Regions from separate parts of the Ovis aries genome. Here region 2 is linked to region 1. Evidence: chromatin contacts called from public Hi-C data. All regions are on one chromosome and are shown on one strand. Each heading gives the region's core, a stretch centred on a gene start, on an enhancer-like site or on the middle of the called end of the contact. The rest is flanking DNA. Distances are from core to core; before and after follow the strand shown.

Evidence for each region. A called contact is a pair of places that touch in the nucleus more often than the background predicts.
Region 2: a Hi-C map of skin fibroblasts shows a contact between it and region 1, with 2.1 times the contacts expected there. The contact joins the promoter of RNGTT here to the promoter of LOC101114365 in region 1. A contact is called at or near these places in 7 of 16 Hi-C or Micro-C datasets (blood, liver, muscle and 4 more).

The regions. Positions count from the first base shown.
Region 1 is chr8:48,264,948-48,268,170 of ARS-UI_Ramb_v3.0, reverse strand. LOC101114365 (gamma-aminobutyric acid type A receptor subunit rho1) reads right to left here and starts at 1,626. Exons shown (of 10, transcript XM_027972716.3): 1 at 1,546-1,626. The coding sequence starts at 1,626.
Region 2 is chr8:48,473,190-48,476,193 of ARS-UI_Ramb_v3.0, reverse strand. RNGTT (RNA guanylyltransferase and 5'-phosphatase) reads right to left here and starts at 1,413. Exons shown (of 16, transcript XM_027972440.3): 1 at 1,173-1,413. The coding sequence starts at 1,236.

The sequences.
Region 1 (3,223 bases), core at 377-2,876:
CATAGAAGGGAACCTACCTTATAACTCCACTTATACGAAGCTTTAGAAATGACAGAACAAATTTAATGTGATAGAACTAAGAATATTGGATGTCAGGTCAGGGGGAGGTGAACACAAGGAATCATTAGAAATGCAGCACGTAGGGGCTTCATGAAGTGTCAGAAATGTTCCGTCTCTTAATAGGAAAACAGGTTAAGCAGAAATACTTTAAAACTCATTGAACTGGATACTTAAAGTCTGTGCATTTTACTGCAAGTAAATCATATCTCAATAAAAGCTGTCAGCTGTAGGTGGTTATACAGTTATGATTAAAAGGGAAGTGACTTCCCTGGAGGTCCAGTGGTTAAGACTTCACCTTCCACTGAAGAATCTAAGCTACTCCATTTTGTAAGGTTCTAGGAAAAGAGCCTTTGGAAATCCCCTGACCTCACCCCACCACCTATGAACCAATCAGAACCCTTGGCCAGCCTGGGAAATTCTAATCAAGCCCGGGAAATGGGAACCAATCAGCACCCGTGGCCAGCCTGGGAAACGAGAACCAATCAGAACTCACCACCTAACCCTTCACCAGAAGGTGACCAATCAGACCCAGAGACTCCCGTTTTTCGAATTTTTCGCGCGAGAATACCCTATATAAGCAATGTAACCCAGAGCTTAGGGCTCTTCCCTACAGCCGCTGTGTCAGTATCAGTGGGAGCCCCAGCTCGAGCTTGGTAATAAAAACTCTCTTGCTTTTGCATCGGATATCAGCTCCCTGGTGGTCATTGGGAGATTTCGCAACTTGGGCATAACACCACTGCAAGAGGCACAGGTTTGATCCCTGGTTGGGGAGCTAAGATCCCACATGCCTCCTGGCCAAAAAAAACAAAACAGAAAACAAAAGCAATATTGTAATAAATTCAATAAAAGACTTAAAATGGTCAACATCATAAAAATCTTTACAGTAAAAAAAAGCAACTTTCCCAGAAATACAGATATGACCAGGCATATAATTGGGAAGGGCTAATTTTGAATTTATGCTGGATCTGCTTCTGTACCTTTAACCTCATTTTGCTGCTTTTGTTATTGTGGTGGTGGTTCAGTTGCTCAGTCGTGTCCGACTCTTTTTGACTCCACGGACTGTAGCCCACCAGGCTCCTCTGTCCATGGAATTTTCCAGGCAAGAGTACTGGAGTGGGTTGCCATTTCCTTCTCCAGGGGAACTTCCCGACCCAGGGAGCGAACCCTGGTCTCCTATACTGCAGGAAGTCTCCTGCACTGCTGGCAGATTCTTTACTGACTAAGCCAGGAAGGAAGCCCCTTTGTTATTGCAGGTAAACATAATGGCCTGCCTCGGGGAGATGGCCTGAGCTGCCCACTTTCAAAGGACGGCAAGGAAGTGAAACTAACACATTCCCCTGCCTGAGGTTTGCCATTCTAGGGTACCTTTGCAAGGACTAAATAGTCCTTTCACTGTGATTCCTTACCTCCCCCCTCCCACCATCTCTGATCCATAAAAGAACCTGGCAACCAGGCCCCAATAAGATGGTGCTTTTGAGGCGCTACCCTGCCATCTTCTTGGTCAGCTGAGTCCTGAATAAAGTCCCTTCCTCGTCCCAACACTTTGTCTTGGATTCTCTGGCCCATCTTGAGGCAAGCAGCGCGAGCCTGGACTCAGTAACAAGCACGCCAACTATTTAGATGCCCATGTTCATGCAGACAAGATGATTGGGTGGCATCACTGACTCGATGGACATGAGTCTGAGCAAACTCTGGGAGACGGTGAAGGACAGGGAAGCCTGGAGTGCTGCAGTCCATGGGGTGCAAAGAGTCAGACACAACTGAGGAGCTGAACAACAACAATTCATACAGACTATTGACTAACATTCAATAGACAAGAGCAGCATAATGTGGTAGAAAATAAAAGATTCCTTTGTTCTTGGACACTACAACAGTAAGGTGAGCAGTATCTTGAATCAAGCAGTCCAGATTACTGACTCATTTAGGGACCCATTGTTAATTTACAATGTTGTTTTTAAATGTAGTCTTTTTTCTTTAGTTAAGAAAGATGCTCCAGAACAGTAAACTCCACCTATCTGATGACACTGTGATATTGTTCTTGTGTGTTATATATATATATATATATGTTCTAATATTAGCCTATGACTAGATTTTTTAAAAATATTCAAACTCAGAAGAACCTCTCCTCTCCCCTGTGGTCACATTTACATCCCCTCAGCCAGCAAGATATCTCAAAACAAGGCACTATTGTTGTGAGAATGGGGGTGACTGGTGCAAATCCTTCATGCGCCTGGGAAAACAACTAAGGTGATGAATCACTAAGGAGACCATGTCCTGCCCTCTTGGGTGTAGTAATTAAACTTCCTCTAGAGGGTGGGGATTACAGGCCAGCTTGCCCTCTGGAGAGAACAGCTCAGGGAGCAATCAGCAAACAAGTGGGGCAGCTGGTGGGAGCGGAATCTTTGGGACTCCACAGTCTACCGCAAGGAGAATTGTCCTAGGTTTCCTGACCCCACTGCTTTCTCTCCCAATTGGCAGAGTTGGTGGGAAACGGAGAGCTCCTCCCTCTCCCAAAATAAACAACGATGGGGACTCACTCCTATTTCCAGGCTCAGAAACATTCCAAGTCTCCCTGAGCTTAGTTGTAACTGAAGCTCTAGACATTACCACAGTACATTAGAAAGACCCGTTTCTCTCTGACTGTCTGCTTCACACTTGAGATATAACAGAAAGGTGAGGAAGGTGTATGCGTGAGAGGCAGGGAGAGCGGATGCATCAGCCATACATGTGCTTAGAGAGGAGCTTCCCTATAGTTCTTCACTGATGCTTCAGAAGATCCCATGGAGGAGGGCATGGCAACCCATTCCAGTGTTCTTGCCTGAAGAATCCTATGGACAGAAGAGCCTGGCAGGCTACAGTCCATAGCGTCACACAGTCAGACACAGCCGAAGCAACTTGGCACAGCACAGCACATGGAAACAGGGGAGTGCCCTATTCAGTGGTATGGCAGGAACTGCTCTATCCTATACTCTGTGTTTTCCCTTTCTTTCAGCATTTCCTCTTTGGGGGTTAGGTATATGCCTATTCAGAATAAATACATTTCCCAGCATTCTTTGCAGGTAGATGTGGCCAAGGGACCAAGTTCTGTCCAGTGGGAAGTGTGTGACAGCCTCCTGGAACTTTCCTTGAAAGATTACAGGCATGTTCCCTTTCCCCTTCATCC
Region 2 (3,004 bases), core at 164-2,663, 210 kb before region 1:
CTACCCTAAGAGCTCAGTTGGTAAAGAATGGGTAATATTAAAAAGACTGACCAAATTAAGTGTTAGGATATGGAGCAAAGAAGAATCCTCATACAGATAGGCAGGAATGCAAAATGTTAGGACTTTGAAAAGAGTTTGGCAGTTTTTTGAAAGGTTAAATGTACACCTACTGTATGATCCATCCCTCTCCTAAAGATTTACACAGGGGAAAAGAAAACATATGCCCATACAAAGAACTGCACAGGAATGTTCATAGTAAGTTAGTATGCAACAGCCAGAAACTGAAAACCCAAAGGACCATCAATGAATGAATGAATAAACAAATCTAATTTAAACTGGTGTAGCTGTAACAATAGACTACTACTTGGCAGTAATAAGGGATGAGTTAATGACACACACAAGCACACATATAAATCTCAAAATAATAATGCTGAGTGAAAGATGCCAGAGATAGTCCCCGAAAGAGAGTATGTTTCCATTTATTTTAAAAATTATACAAAACGCAAACTAAATCTATAGTGACAGAGAGCAGATCACCGGTTGCCTGCAGAGAGAGGGATTATCAAGGGCTGGAGGAAACCTGAAGAGGTGATGATTATGTTCACTATCCTGTGTTTCATTCTTGTGTTTCATAGGGGGTATGCGGGAGTCAAAATTTATCCAACTGTACACTTTAAATTTAAAGTCTGTTGGGTCAAACTCAAAGATGAAAAAGTCCTCAAAAGTCATTCTTAAAAAAACAAAGACAAGATTTTTTAAAACTAAGCAAAACAAAAACCTCCAGTCTCGGTGTGGATCAATTTCACCACTGGGAACTGCCCTTCCTCCTCTTAAGCCCTCCTTCATCTCAAGACCCACACCCTTCCGAGAACCCTGAAAGGTTTACAAAACTCTTGACTAAGCTTCAAAGTACTGCCCCTCGAGTTCTTGTGTCCTCAGTTCCTGCCACACAGAAACCGCCTATCTACCTTCCTGTTCGCAACATTTAGCCTTACTGAAGAATGACAAGTGCCCCTATTCCCTCCAGTCCAGGTTCCCAAATATTCATCCACGAAGCTTCATCGGACCAAGCGCATCTCGGTCCTGAAACACCACTACCGAAAGCTGCACCTCCTCAGCCCACCCCCGGACCCGCCCGTGCGCGGGGACTCGAACACCCCAGTCCCGGTTACCTGCCACCGGCTGGCCGCGCCGCGGACAGTTTAGCCACCGCGGCGGGATCTTGTTGTGAGCCATGTCTTGGGGCCGCGCACAGTCGCCCCTCCACCAACGCTCGGCCTAGCGGCCGCCTCCTCGCGGTCCGCTCTGAACCGGAGGTCTGAGGTACCCGAATCCCGGACGGCGTCCGAACCCTAGCCGCTCGGACGCGGTAATGTCAGCGGCGGCGCGCCACTTCCATTCAGGCTCAACTCTAGACGAGCCCACAATGCACCGCCACTTCCGCCCCCAAAGGCCCCACCCACTTCTTTCCGAGGTCAGAGGTGAAAAAGAGAAGCTGGCGGAGGGATGGGAAGGAGTTAAGGCCAAGGCGAATGGAAGGGGCGGGTCTTCCCTCGCCCCGCCCCGCCCAGATCTCGGAGGGCTCTGTGGGCGGCTTTGCACAGGCTCGGCTGCTATAGTGGGAGAAGGCACCCTGCTCCGATACTCTTGCCTGGAAAATCTCATGGACGGAGGAGCCTGGTAGGCTGCAGTCCATGGGGTCGCTAAGAGTCAGACACGACCGAGCGACTTCACTTTCACTTTTCCCTTTCATGCATTGGAGAAGGAAATGGCAACCCACTCCAGTGTTCTTGCCTGGAGAATCCCAGGGACGGAGGAGCCTGGTGGGCTGCCGTCTATGGGGTCGCACAGAGTCGGACACGACTGAAGTGACTTAGCAGCAGCAGCAGCTGCTGCCATAGTACGAGATACCGCAGAACTACCGTTCTTTACATTTCTGTCTCGACAGCCGATGGAAACCCTGGAGAATGAAACCAAGCCTCTTTCCAGGCGTAGAGTGGTCCGCAGATTTCGTTAAGGCATCTATCTGTTTTACTGACGAAAGGGGCTTTCCCGCTGCCTTCATACCCCAAGAGTCTGATCGCCCATTTTTCGGCCAAGTTTGGCGTTTCGGCAGGATCTGGATTTGATTGGGAATTTGAAAAGTTCTTCCTGACTTGGATTAGCGGAACAAGCTTTAGAGAAAATCTAAGGGCGAGAGATTGGAGCACCAGAAATGAGGGATTTCTCTTTGGGGATGTGTTTCTAGGGATCCATGAAGCATCTGAAATTAACCCCAAACCGTGCTTTATGAGTTTTGTTTCTACATTTCTGGAGCAGTTTTATAGTGTATTTGGGAGTCTGAAAGTTACCAACTAATGTGTGTAATTAGCAAAGGCAGGAATTGCTCAGTGGAGTACCGCTACGCGGCAGTGTTCTCAATTTGGCTTACCAAATTGGAAGCATCTTCCAATTCCAGGCGATTGGGAGCTCATTTTATAAACTGTCCTGTAATAAGACTTTCTATGGCTACCAGACTAATTTAGTTAAAGTATTAAATATAAAGCTGGATGCCGGCAAGTTAATTATAGTGTTAACAGGTTGGTTTTAAATATCAGTGCTGTATTTGAACTGCAAGAGAATGCGGTTTGGGACAGGGCAGGGAATGCGTGTTAAAGCACTGGTCCTCAACCTTTTTGACCAATTTCATGAGAGACAGTTTTTCCACGAACCAGGCTGGGGAGAGGGGGTTGGTTTCAGGATGATTCAAGCACATTTCATTCATTGTGCACTTTTATTTCTATTATTATGACACCGACTCCACCTTAGATCATCAGGCATTAGATCCTGGAGGTTGGGGATCTGATGTTAAAGTGCTGGTGAGAAACTTGTGGGACTGCTCAGCTCCCAAATGCCTGGGCCCTCTCAATATGATCAGAATTCTCCCCATAGAAAGGGGCTGTCTATGTTTGAGAGAGCCTGAATTAGTTGGCACCCTTGGTCTGTCTGGCTGTTATATCTGTTG